Linked DNA regions of Mus musculus: regions 1 and 2 are each linked to region 3. A link is a contact called in public Micro-C and promoter capture Hi-C data. All regions are on one chromosome and are shown on one strand. Each heading gives the region's core, a stretch centred on a gene start, on an enhancer-like site or on the middle of the called end of the contact. The rest is flanking DNA. Distances are from core to core; before and after follow the strand shown. Region 1 holds the start of 4930503O07Rik (RIKEN cDNA 4930503O07 gene). Region 2 holds the start of Slc30a1 (solute carrier family 30 (zinc transporter), member 1). Region 3 holds the start of Syt14 (synaptotagmin XIV).

The links. Promoter capture Hi-C pulls out the DNA fragments that hold promoters and counts their contacts. A called contact is a pair of places that touch in the nucleus more often than the background predicts.
Region 1: a contact with region 3 is called in a promoter capture Hi-C map of liver, with 5 times the contacts expected there. The contact joins the promoter of 4930503O07Rik here to the promoter of Syt14 in region 3. A contact is called at or near these places in 2 of 39 promoter capture datasets (the 3T3-L1 cell line and liver).
Region 2: a Micro-C map of embryonic stem cells shows a contact between it and region 3, with 9 times the contacts expected there. The contact joins the promoter of Slc30a1 here to the promoter of Syt14 in region 3. A contact is called at or near these places in 1 of 39 promoter capture datasets (hippocampal neurons), 1 of 484 Hi-C or Micro-C datasets (embryonic stem cells) and 1 of 115 datasets of contacts at active chromatin or transcription factors (embryonic stem cells).

Annotation. Positions count from the first base shown.
Region 1 is chr1:194,221,479-194,226,115 of GRCm38.p6, forward strand. It overlaps 4930503O07Rik (RIKEN cDNA 4930503O07 gene), which reads right to left and starts at 1,281. Exons shown (of 3, transcript NR_040477.1): 1 at 951-1,281.
Region 2 is chr1:191,903,582-191,908,334 of GRCm38.p6, forward strand. Slc30a1 (solute carrier family 30 (zinc transporter), member 1) reads left to right here and starts at 3,200. Exons shown (of 2, transcript NM_009579.3): 1 at 3,200-4,032. The coding sequence starts at 3,426. It overlaps 1700034H15Rik (RIKEN cDNA 1700034H15 gene), which reads right to left and starts at 3,946. Exons shown (of 5, transcript NR_030669.1): 1 at 3,479-3,946; 2 at 1-4.
Region 3 is chr1:193,033,707-193,038,036 of GRCm38.p6, forward strand. It overlaps Syt14 (synaptotagmin XIV), which reads right to left and starts at 2,069. Exons shown (of 8, transcript NM_181546.3): 1 at 1,917-2,069. The coding sequence starts at 1,929.

The DNA of each region.
Region 1 (4,637 bases), core at 31-2,530, 1.2 Mb after region 3:
TTAGAAACAGGCACTGTTCACTGCTGTTCAGAGAATATGGTAAGTTACATCTATTTTCTTAGTTTCTATTTCTTATTTCTGACTTGGATGAAAATGATAGTAACTCTTTCCAAGACCTCTTTAATACAAAGCTTATGGTTAGAACCAAGCTCATTAAACAAATCTTTGTCCAGTGCTGTTCATATTGCCACCCCACATATTTTCAGTTTCTGAAAAACTTAACAAAGAAAATGGAAAATCTATTCTTATTTCACTTTCCTCTTGCTAATTAAGAGGTATTGTTCATTATTATCATTATTTTTAATAGAATACTAGATAGGACTGGAGAGATGACTCAGAGTTCTTGCTCCTTTTGCAAAGAGTCTGTGTTAATTTCCCAGGACCCACATTTGGCAGCTCATACTGCCTGTAATTCTGGCCACAGACGTGCAGTGACTGTCTCCATGAGCACATGTATGTATGTGTCTACACATATACATATACATCATAAACATATGCATATATATATATACATCACATACATATATACAACATACATATACATCATATACATATGCATATACATATACATCATATACATATACACATACACATACACATATACATCATATGCATATACATCATATACATATACATATACGTCATATACATATGCATATACATCTATATCCAGCATACACATTTACATAGCTAAATCTTAAAAGTATGACATACTAAACACAAGTTTTCCAGGAGTTTATCTAGATCATTTCCTCCCACTAATCAATGTTAGAAAAGTGGCAGTTATATTTACTGAGTTAAAACCAAATAGGGAACCTTAAGTTAGAGAAGGAAATAGGTTGAACAGACTTGGCTTCCACCTAGAAATTCTAACAGATCAGGTCCAAAGGCTTTCTAGGATGACAGGACTCTTAGATATAAGACACATGCATATGTTAGGCACAGCATACCCTCCTTGCTGTTCTCGGTGCTTCTCTTAGGTCACAGATGGACTTTTATCACAGTTGTTCTCTCTGCGAAAAATGCCACCTTAGGGTTCCTGCACTTGAGAGTGCAGGAAGTGCAACTGAAGATCAAGTGAAATAGAACAAATAAATGGACTGACTGGAAGGTCCTAACAAAAGCCCTCACAGGTAGTTCTCATCCTGTGTATCTGATGACTCCATGTACCTCTGTGATGCAGATCCTATGAGCATACAGGATGTGACTGCCCAAGATGCCATAGTTGATATGGGAATCTCCCTGAGGGTAGACTGAGGGTAGCTCCTTACATGGCCGGCTGAAGCACTGCTGGAGTGCTAAAGAGAGGTTACTGGCTGAGGAATTAGACACTTACATTGTTGTGTAATAATTGGTGGCATTCATTTTTCATCACGCTGCTCTCCTTTTGAGGAATTCAGATAAACAAGTTAGTTGCCTTTTTCCAGATGCCTCATGGGGTACCAGTGCATCTCTGAGCCCTACAGCGGAACGAAGAAAATGTCAATGTACCAATAAGCAAGAAAGGGTGGTGTCCCTCGTTTTTATGTGTATTTCAGAGTACTTCTGATCCTTGAATAGGGCTTCTGTCGCCGTGGAGATGGGACTCCAGGTTTCTTCCACATTAACTACATGCCCTTTGAGAAGCTTCCTCTGTAAGAATCCAGATGTTCTGTGGCAGCAGAAGTTTTTCAAGGGACGTGCCATCTAGCGGCCGCCATTGTGAAGTGCAGCCTGCCGCTCAGCTGGCCCGTTGCTAAGGGCAGCAGCTGCAGCAGTTCATCTCCCTGTCTGAGGCAGAGAATCATGGGATGTTTACACTGAGAGCGACCTCCAGAGATTTCCTGTCAAGACATCTGCCTCCAACCAGCACGAACAATATGTCTTATGCTTATAGTGTTGTAAAAAAACAGTTACAAATAGTACCACATTTTAATTCTCACACCAGCCCCATGAAAGTTGATGTAATCATTATTTCCGTTTTAAAGATGAAGCTATGATCACTCATAACTTAAGTTTCTTGAGCACAAATCACAATATCTCCCCTTCAAGTCAACCATTTGCTGACCTCAGGAAAATATGTGGGCATTTAGAGACTTAAAAGAGACGTATCTAGTCCATCCTACATCTGAGTTTTTGCTGGAAAATCAGGCCAGTGTTTGGAGCTGAATTTACATAAATAGCTTTGAGTTATGAGCAAGTTTATTCTACCTGAAAATTTATCTCCAAAATTCTCTGTCAATGGACAAATCAAAGGGTCTGTGTGAAGGTCTCAGAAAGAATTGCCATGAGCCAACTATGGAGAGGAGGGGCTGAGTCCAGCAGCTGGGTTGATGAGGCACCTGGGAATACAGGAGAGGAGAGGGTATCAGAACAGGACTTGTAAGAAGAAATTAAGCCAGATATAACGGCGATGTGAAGTCACTGGGCACATCTAAAGTTCCTGCTTTAAATATTCAGCAGTCTTTGGGGAAGGAAATGAATTAGCCAATAGGGCCATCAGACAGCTGAATGAAAAGAGTGTTTGAAAGTAGGGGAGGGGGGGATCCACTATTTACTTACTCAGCAACCATTAGAGACTCTAGTTTCTCACAGAGGTTGAAAGCTCTGTGTCTGAAATCCTCTGACCTACTCTTGTGAGCATACATTTAAGCATGTTTGTGTGTGTCCATGGGGAGGGTGTGTGATCCACATGTCTATGCATATGTGTGGAGGCCAAGGTCAACGCCCTGTGTCTTTAAAGCTCAGGGGCTGTTCACCTTGTATTTTGAGGAATGGTTTTTTCACAGAATCTGGAGCTCATTGATTTGGCTAGCCTGGTTGCCTAGCAAGTATCAGGAATGTCCTTGTCTTTGCCAACCCAGCCCTAGGATTATAGGCCTGCACAGTCAGGGTAAGGTCTAAGTGTTTAGTGACTGAGCCACCTCCCCCCTACCCCCACAATCATGAAACATACTCCAATCTACCTATCATCTACTTCATTTCATCCTCTCAGGTAGATGCTGGAGGACAGTGCTCTCAGCAACCTGTATCATCCCAGGGTAATCTTAGGCTGAGTTGCAATCCTGTGGGATTGAGTTTAGAAAGGGAGATATTGCCATTGGAGGCCTGGACTTGTAGGCTGCAATAGCAATTGGGGATGTTTTTTTTTCAGATATTTGCTTGATAAATAAAAAATATGTATTTATAAAGGAAAAAGCTATATCCATATTTAGGGGGGCTGTAAAAATTGGTTTCTTTGATTGAAGACAGACAGGAATAGGAGTCTTTCTACACAGACATCCTCTCTACTGAGTTCTCTGAAATCATATTCAGAGCTTTTATACATGGAGGTTGGAAAGAGATTTCCCTTCCTCCAATATAGGCTGCCTCTGGTGCCAGATGAGTCCTAGATAGGAAATCAAGCAGGATGTAAGCTCTGTGGTACTGCCTCTAAGAATTGGGAGGGGGTCAGAGAAAGAGGGGACTAGACTGCTCCTGGTGCTGCACTGAGGGATGAGCCGAACAGGTCACATGTGCTGCATCTTCTCAAGCTCATGCCTATGCCTCAGCCTGCTCTTTACCCAAGGAAGACAACAGAGAAGCATTTCTGGGCTCATTCCTACCCCAGATCCCTATCAGGCAATATGTTGAGTTCTTTCCTCATGAATGAATTGCAGTCTGTTTCAGTTCACAAAGATACCCCCTTTTCTACTCAGAATTTAGGAAGTCTGGTAACCTCCACTGTGGGGGAACACACTGTTCCCCAGTCTGTTCTTGAGGGAAATGAAAAGCCAGAAGATTTTCATCTTATGCTGGTCTCCCTCCTCTTGATCTTCGACACTCAGAGGAACCAGGGAGCTCCTTCCCCTGTCAGTCTTCACACAGCACGTTGAGAAGATGTGTTCAGAGCCAGCCAAGATGATAGCACTGTGTTGGTGCTAGACCCCAGATCTGGAGACCCCACACTCATGTGTGCAAGTTGTAGAAGCATGTATGCCTCTATGAACATGGGCAGCAAGATCTCATGTTCATTCACAAACCTTGTTAAAGGGTTGGTTATGAACCAGACATTCTGGGTAAATATTTTTGTGCTTGGGGGACTTTCATGATAGTTCCCAAAAGCTGTTCTTCAATACATCTTATAAAACTTGCAAGACCCCCCCCCCCCCAAGCATGCTGGCGTCTGAACTTACTATTTTTACAGAGACAAATGTGTTTATCTTTCTCCCCATATCACAAAGCACTTCTCTTCAGCTTTAAATCAAACATCTGGCCCACCCTGTCCATAATGCCTTTCCTGATGTTCTCTGCCAAATATTCATGCCAACATATCGACTTTATTTCCAATGCTGCCAGCTTGGTGTTGTGGGAAGAAAATAAATCTAATATGAACCTGTGCACAAATTCATTCTTCACTACTCACTAGATTATTAACCTTGCTTAAGGCCTTTTATTCCAGTTTCCTCACAAGATAAAAGGAATAATGAGGGCATGATGAGACGACCACAAGCCCCCACTTACAGGAGGGGGGGTATGCTGTGTCTTTGGCTGTGTGCCTTTATGCAAATGAGACATAGAGATCCTATGAGCTGGGCAGCAATGGTCCAGAGAAAAATCTCTCTGAAGTCTGGAGTTGTAAGAATAATGAAGTCAAAGGAGGAGGAAGAGTAGAATGG
Region 2 (4,753 bases), core at 1,950-4,449, 1.1 Mb before region 3:
ATTCCTGAAAAAAACAAAACAAAATTTTCTCTATTGTTAGCCTCACCAGAGAACCTTCAGTTCCACCAAGGAAGATAAACACTAGACCCTCCCAGCTGTGGCTGGGCAGGTCTCTGCACATGGTTGGACTTCCTGCTCCAGGGGTCCTTACCAGCTTCCCTTGGACCACAGAGACCTTTTGTGCTGTTCCTGAGTTTTAGTGCTGCATGGTTCCTAGTTATTCTTTGTTCTGTTGCTTATTCCTCTAGGGGCAGCTAAACAAATATCAAACCTTGGCACTCCCGGTATTGCTGGAGATTTTGGTTTATAGGTAGAAACTACTCAAGTGTTTTTCAAAAGACACAAGAGCATAAACAAGCCCATTGCCCCGTGTTTTCCCTTGAGATTGAACACTGGACATGACTTACGGTCAGCTGACGTCAAATGCACTCTCATGCTCACATGGTCTGTGGTGTTTTGTTTTTGGGTCTTAGCAGGCAAGGCCCAACTTTATACAATGATTTTTAAAACTTAAAACAAAACAAACAAACAAAAAACCAAAAAGCATTGTGTAAGTCAGAGGACAACTTGAGTCAGCTCTCTCATTCCGCCATGCGGAAAACTCAGGCCACCAGCTCTGTGCAGCACCTTTAGCAGCCGAGCCATCTTCTTGGTCTTACTTTTTTTTTTTTTTTTTTTTAAAGTAGAGTCTATGTGCCCTGGCAGTCCTGAAACTGTGTAGATCAGGCTGACCTCTAACTCACAAGAGATTCTCCTGCCTTTGGGATTAAAAGCAAGCACTACCACACCCAGCTACACTGATTTTTGACAATATCTGTTCAGGTCTGGGGCTTTCACAATCCTCCAAGATTCTACCAGGAGTTCCCCCCAGGAGTGTCAAGTTCAGAGGGTGGAGTGTACAGTACCTAAAAGTAAAGTGTGCTAGATTTAATCAACGTGGATGTGAAAATTATCAGGCAAGTTGAGTTGGCTGGCCATTGTGACTTCTCTACACTTTGGGGCTGTGCTGCCCCACCCTCTACCAGGCGATGAGGGAATAAAGCAGCCTTTTGGGAGACAGCTTGAATGTGAGACAGCCTCCTCAGCTGTGGCTGCTGTCGGAAGCAGAAATGGTTTTTATGGTGAAACATCTTCAAACATCTTCCAGGCTGGTCTGTTTAGTCCCTGTGGGGGCAAGACCCAGTTGGCAAGGGAAACCTGCCTTATTATTTACCTAGTGTTTAAAGCAGTAGTTCTCAACCTGTGAGTCACGACCCCTTCGGGGGTCAAAGGACCCTTTCATGGGGAGATGGGGGTTGCCTAAGACCATTGGAAAACAGATATTTACATTCAGATTCGTAACAGTAGCAAAATCATTGTGAAGTAGCAATGAAAGGGTAGCATTAGGAAGGTTGAGAACCACTGTTTTAAAGGAATCTGTCTCAATAAAGGGCCATTGTAGGAGGCAAAACGGTCCCCAGCTGCCCAGTGACTTAAGGATACTTTAAGTGCCTTCCAAATTTAGACTTCTATATAGGCAGGCTGGGAGAAAGTTTGAAGCTGTGCTTCCCACTTTGTGCGCATGGGGTGACTACTGGAGTTCCAGAGTCCAATCTAAGCCCTGCTATCATGCTTATTCAAATTCAGCATCTCAAAGTGGATTTCACTGTTTTCCCATTTCCCAAGAAATGCCACTTAAGGCAGGATTTCCCTCACCGGCTTCGAAACATACCTGTTAATCCTCCCCTTTAGCTCTCTTGCCGCCCAATACCCAGTCCGTCACCAGGTTCTATTTATTCTCTTACCCGCCTAGCTTTCCAGTCTGGGTGCTGGGATGAGAACAAGGTGTACAAAGTGAGAGGCAATCTTGGAATAGGATTTTCCGCTGAGCGGTGGTGGCGAACACCTTAATCCCAGCACTCAGAAGGCAGAAGCAGCTGTATCTCTGAGTTCAAGGACAGCCTGGTCTAAAGAGGGAGTTCCAGCACAGCCAGGGTTTACTCACAGAAACTGTTCAGAAAAGCCAAAAGGAAATTTTTTTCATGCAAAAGAACACAGTGGGCCATGAATATCTCAATGCAATAGCTGGTACCCAGAGGGTCCTTCGAAAGGCAGGTTTGGCGACTCAACAGAGGCCTCTCTGATGATTATAGCCTCCATTGGGGTGTGGGGGGCTTTACCCACATAGATGTGCACACATCCACTGTTCTCGCTTGGAGGACGAACTCCATAGAGTTTTAGCCAACTCAGCAAGGGTGTTTGGTTCCTCGTGCCTCCCCACCATCTTCTTTTGTATTCTGGTCGCCCCTCCCCCTCCAAACAGCCCACACAAGGGTTCGGAGGTTTAAAAACCTATAAATAGTGTGAAATCACAGAGCCTTGGAATTTTAGCTAGAAGGAAGCAGAAGAGTTCCACTTGCCCAACCCTTCCCTGTATTGATGAAGAAACAGGTGTAGCGAGATTAGGTGACTTGCCCAAGTCACGCAGCAGGCTCCCGCCCCAAGTCAGCACTCCACACTTTAAGAGTGTCAGCGACAAGCTGACTTCACACGGTTGCCCTGGGGAGGGGTGGGGGGTGGCCGTGCGGGTGACCCCTGGATGGAAAGTGTTCCTGAGGCTAAGGTTGTGCTGCTAGCAACCAGTTCCTAACTCAGCTCCTCACTCGGCCGCGGCCGCGCCCCCGCCGCCGTCCGCACAGCCCACACTCCCCGCCCCTCCTGGGCGCCGACCTGTCACCCAGCCGCCCCCACGTGCACCCAGCTCCCAGGATCAAAGTCTGGGGCGGCCGGGCCGGCAAAGGGGAACCGCGGCCCGGAACCCGCACCGCGGGAAGCGGCAACTGCTCACTGCGCCCCAGGGCTCGGCGCCACCGCCCTGCCGCCTGCCCACCGCTGCACGCGGCCCGCGCCCACCCTCCCCCGTACCGCCCGCCGCTGCACCCGGCCGCGGCCCCCGGCCCACGCCCGGCTCCCCAGTGCACAGGCCCCGCCCCCAGCTCCCGCGGCCGCGCCCCGCCCCCTCCCGCCCCTCCGCCGCGCTAGCCAATAGAGGCCGAGGAAGGGCGGGACGCCGGGGCTGTCGTGAGGCAGCTCTGGCCAATGGGGAGGCGAGCCGGGCCTGGGGGGCGGGGCACCGGGGCCTTGTCACGCTCGGGTCCGTGTGAAAACGGGGGTTCCGAGTGCAAAGCAAAGTTTTTTTGTAAACCGTCTGCAAAGGAGGGGGGGCGAAGACGGCGGACGCCTCCGGGCCGAGCGCAGTCGCCGCGGACGCCGTCTCCCGAGCGCTTCGGTCCGATGCTCGGCAGCCCCTCGGCACGCAGTGGCCCGCCGCGCCCTCCGCCTCGCCAGCCCAGCCGAGCGCCGGCGCTTGAGTAGCTGCGCGGCCGGCGGTTTCCCCACAGCGCCGCTCCCGTTCCCGCGTCAGCGCCGAGCCTCAGGCCGCCGCCATGGGCTGCTGGGGCCGCAACCGCGGCCGGCTGCTGTGCATGCTGCTGCTGACCTTCATGTTCATGGTGCTGGAGGTGGTGGTGAGCCGGGTGACCGCGTCGCTCGCCATGCTGTCCGACTCCTTCCACATGCTGTCGGACGTGCTGGCGCTCGTAGTGGCGCTGGTGGCCGAGCGCTTCGCCCGGAGGACTCACGCCACGCAGAAGAACACGTTCGGCTGGATCCGCGCTGAGGTGATGGGCGCACTGGTGAACGCCATCTTCCTCACGGGGCTGTGCTTCGCCATCCTGCTGGAAGCCGTCGAGCGCTTCATCGAGCCGCATGAGATGCAGCAGCCGCTCGTGGTGCTGAGCGTCGGCGTGGCGGGGCTGCTGGTCAACGTGCTGGGGCTCTGTCTGTTCCACCATCACAGCGGCGAGGGCCAGGGCGCGGGCCACGGCCACTCGCACGGCCACGGCCACGGCCACCTCGCCAAGGGCGCGCGCAAGGCGGGCCGCGCGGGGGTCGAGGCGGGCGCGCCGCCGGGCCGGGCGCCGGACCAGGAGGAGACCAACACGCTGGTGGCCAACACCAGCAATTCCAACGGGCTGAAGGCGGACCAGGCAGGTGAGCGCCACAGTGTTCGGGACAGGCGCCCCCTGGCGACCGCGGTGGGTGCCACGCCCCGCGCCCAGGTGCGCGGTGGTTTCGTGCCCACTGAACAAGTTTGATAATGATGTGCTGGGGGTGTGTGGGCCCTGGTTAAAGGCGGCCTTTGTGAACGGGAGTGTGTGTTTCCCTGAACCGACCACCTAATCCGGAAAATCACTGTTTAGGGACCTGCCAAGGCACGTTGCACCCTCACCTCCTCGGGTTGGCATAATGGTGCTCGACCCAGTGGTGATGTATTACTCTCGTGGTTTTAACGAGCGTTTTTCATCTTGAGCACGTGTGCTTGATGGTAATTTGGAAGGTAAGTGTTGAAAAGAAATGAGAAAGAACCTACCACCCTCGATGTTAACATTGTGTGTATCTTCCAGTTTTTCTTGCCACTTGTATCTGGTTAGGTTACTTACGGAGGCAGCTTACCTTCTCCAATGCATAGGAACATGTTTGGAAGTTCAGGTGGTGCGTGGGAAAGGAGAAAGAGAAGCTCCTCAGGTGTGCCCTCTGACGGGAACTTTCAGGTTACTTAGTGATTGTTGACTTCCAACTTTGTTGATAGCTTCAGGTTGTTTTGTTGGTTTGTTTTTGGTTCCTCTAGACGGGTTTCTCAGGATAGCCCTGGCTGTCCTGGAACTCACTCTGTAGGACAGGCCGGCCTCAAACTCACAGATTACCTCCTGCA
Region 3 (4,330 bases), core at 819-3,318:
CGTTATGACCACCAAGCAGGTCTTCAAAGAAACATTGGCTTATGGTATTACCACACTGAGTAATTAAGATTCTACTCAAAGGTGAGGAAAGTAGGGATGGTATATATAAACAGAATCTATTTTAGTAAGTGCTAAGAAGCATAGTTAGACTGACTTAACCTTTATTTGAAATATATTAACTACATTTTCCTTGGCAAACCAGAGAAAGCCTAAGTGTTGATATTTGTATCTTGAAAACCTTTTTAAAAAATCTATAGGTATAATAATAAGCTGGGGGTATAGTTCAGTGGTACTTCCTGGCATGTACCATGCTATCAAAACTAAAACAAAACAAAAGAAAACAAAAAGCATACAGAGAATCTTTAGAAAACCCAATTATTTAAAGATACAAAACACTGAGCAAAATGCTCTAACATTTGGCTGCCAGGAGAAGGTATGTATGCCTAAAGAAAACTTGGACAATAAGAAATTACAAATTATGAGATCATATTTGAATCCTAACTGGGTTAATCCTTCATCATCTGCTTAAAATTATATTTGTATGACTTTACAAGAAATCCTTCCACAAAGTTGTTGACAAAATAAAGCATTCTACGTCAACCAGTGAATTTCACTCCCTAATTCCAGCTCTAATAAACAGTACTGAGAAGAATAAGGGTTGAACATGCTGTTCTGAACATCAACGATTACAGGTAGATTTTATTCTCCATCATCTTAGCAAATCATGTCAATGTGTCCCGTACTTAATCTCTAAATTGAAGTAAACATGAAACACACAGCTGAGTTAATTCTGGAGTTTGGTGGCTGGATCCTAAAGAAGCCCCCAGGCGTGTATACTAACAGAGACCAGTCACCTAAGGGAATTACTGTGCGAGGGGGAACACATTAAATGTAGGCAAGTAATGATTCAGCTACAGGTACTCTGTACAGGTCACGCAGGGAAGTTTTGGAAATCCTTTTTTTTGTACTGAGCTCATCTAAAATGGAAAACAAGATGCTGTAAGCATCACACCTGTGTGATACTAACTGCACAATATGCTCCTTAAAAGCAAGGCAAATTCCACTCCACTCCAACTCCATGCTCTCAGAATAAGAGGAAAATACACATCGGTACCACTTACCTTACCCAATTCGAATCAAGCTACTTGTGAAACATTTCTGTTGCCAATCTTCTGGGTGCGTTTGTCATAAATAGGCATTTGCCTCTCCCCGGAAAAAAGCAATTGTGAGGGTCAGATAAGAGGGTTGACCTCACGAAGATGTCCTGGCCCCCCTATACCCGTCAACCGAAGGGGACAGCGTGGTTATCATCGGCCCAGAAAGCCCGACAGGAGCAGCAGGATGAGCGGATCCCACAAGGGCAGCCTCCCGCTGCCGAACAGCACGGCGCTTCTCAATACCTCAGAGCCTCATTCACCTCAGCATCTCGGTATCTCAGCGCCCTAGTACCTGAGCATCTCACTCAGTACCTCAGCGCCTTAGTAACTGAGTCTCCTCAGTGCCTCAGAACCTCAGCGCCTCATTTACCTCAGAGACTCAGCACCTCAGTGTCTAAGTACCTAAGTCTCCTCTGTGCCTCAGAACCTCAGCGCCTCATTATCACCTCAGAGACTGAGCGAGTTGGCGTCTAAGTACCTCAGCGCCTTAGTACCTGAGCATCTCACTCAGTACTTCAGAGCCTTAGTACCTGAGCATCTCACTCAGTACTTCAGAGCCTTAGTGCCTGAGCATCTCACTCGGTACCTCAGCGCCCAAAGTGTGTAGGCCAGTGCTCGCGAGGGCCGCACGCCGCGCCTAGGCCGGTGTCCCGCATTAGCTTCCCTTACAGTCCGGACCCGCAACCCGCACCTCGGCCTCCTGGGCCCTGCGCTCGCTCGCGGGGCGTCTTCTCCGCGCATCGCTTGCCTTCCACTTACCTTCGATCGCCATGATGCGCTCGCCATGGACCGCACCAACCACGCAGGGAGAGCGGGGGTAAGTGCTGGAGCTTGCTCTTCTTAGGCCTCGGGCCAGAGGGGCGGGAACGCCCCGGGGCCAGGCAGCTGGGCCTCCAGGAGCTGGGGCGGGGCGGCGGGGTGGGGTCGAAGCTCCGGAGCAGGCGGCGCAGGAAGCGGAACCTTCCACGGTCGCGCACCGTCGGCACGTGACACCGCCCCGCCCCCGGCCCCTCTAGGCCCCGCCCCTCGCAACAACTATAGTTTGGCCCACAACCTCGACTTAACCCATTCCCATCTACCTTCCCAGGCCCCGCCCCCGAAATATCCACAACCCCGCCTACCACCCTGACCCGCCACGCCCGCCTCTTGCTGGCCACGCCCTCACCTCCCCCAACCCCCTCTCCCCCAGCCAGTGCAGGGTCTCAGGCGGGCGTTCCCAACAGGTGCAGACAGAGCAGAGAGCAGCCTCAGCAGCCAGCCTTCACCAGGCTTCCAGAGCGGCTGGACAAGCGGTCAGGACCACGGACAGGTCTCCGCACCCAGGAGGTGCCAGATTCCCTCTCAGCGAAGATCTATTCAGTTTGGTTTGGTTTGCCTGAACACTCACCTCAGATTTCAGCCAGCCAGTAGAGACAGCTTCGTGGCACAGCAAACCAGAAAGAGGGATCGTGAGGATAGTCTCTGTCTCTCCCTCCTTCCCTCTCTCTCTTCAGCCTCATTTCTAATGTGACCCAACTCCACAGGAGCCTGATGCCTCCTTGGAGGAACGAGTTCCCCATTTGTCTATGCATTGCAAGCACACATTTGAAGCCACACAATTGTAGGTGTTGCACAGACGTCTTGACAAAGGGCCTGAAATGCATGTCATGTACCCATTTTTAAGTTTGCAAGCCCTTGAGCATGTGAACACCCAAAAGCCAACCCCGAGCAAACTAGCTACCTAATCAGCCCCTCTCCACTGTTTATCCCGCTTCGTTTGGGTACTTTAAAGGCCGGATGGAGGAGCCTAGAAGGATAGGGGATTAGTGATTCTTCCTTGTGGAGAAGATGGTCACTCCTAGAACAGGTGGCTATATTAAGGACAGAAACAAAGAAGAAAATATTTTCCACTTATTATGTGAGGTTGGACTGTAATCTAGAGCAGAAACTGCCTTTCATTGCTTTTATATAACTTCTCCCTCAGTCGATTGATGCTCAATAGGCATCGATTCTTTAACATTTTTTTTCTACATTTGCTTATTTATTGGGGCAGGACCTTCGTGTGAAGGTTAAAAGACAGTTTGCAGAAGTTTGTTCTCATCACCATATGACCTCCAGGGATCAAAATCAGGTTGTCAGCCAGGCTTGGTAGCAAACATCTTTACCTTCTGAGACTTTTCCCTGACCCTGTTCTTTAATGTTTTGACTAGTCCAGTGAATATCTGTTGATCTAGGCATCATATAGAGAACTGGCTGCAGGGGTAGAGGAGATGGATCAGTTGATAAAGTGCTTGTTGCACAAGCATGAGAGCTTGAGCTCAATCCACACCTTTTTTTTTTTTTAAGTAGCATGCTTGTTATCCTAACTCTGTAGAACTGAGATAGGCAGATCCTTGAAGTTCATTGTTAAGCCAGTGTAGACTAACTGATGAACTCCAAGATCAATGAAAAAGCCTGTCTCAAAAAATAAAAAATAAAAAAGGGGGATGGGTGAGACTGGAGAAATGTCTCAACCGTGAAGATCACTTGCTGTTTTTGCAGAGGACCTGGGCTCAGCTCCCAGCATCCACATGGGAGCTTACAACTGTTGTAACTCCAATTCTAGGGGATCTGACATCCTCTTCCAGCCTCCATAGACACCGGTCATGCATAAAATAAAATAAATAGGCAAAGAAGAGAGCTAGCCGGGCAGTGGTGGCACACACCTTTAATCTCAGCACTTGGGAGGCAGGGGCAGGCAAATTTCTGAGTTTGAGGCCAGCCTGATCTACAGAGTGAGTTCCAGGACAGCCAGGGCTATACAGAGAAACCTTGTCTCGAAAAAACCGAGAGAGAGAGAGAGAGAGAGAGAGAGAGAGAGAGAGAGAGAGAGACACTGAGGAAAACATTCAGCATGTCTATCTTACAGATACAGATGCATGCATGCACCTATCCATACATGAACGCACACACATGCATAGAAACACACACCAAAAACATATATCTACAAACAGGAATTGTTATTGAAGGATCAAACTAAATGACTGTTCTTATAAAATACCTATAGGTTAGTCTAAAGCGCTCTCTCATTCTCTCTCTCATTCTCTCTCTCATTCTCTCTCTCTCTCTCTCTCTCTCTCTCTCTCTCTCTCTCTTTCTCTCTCGGGGGAATACCATCAATATGCTTGGGATCCAGATACAATAATAAGGTTTTC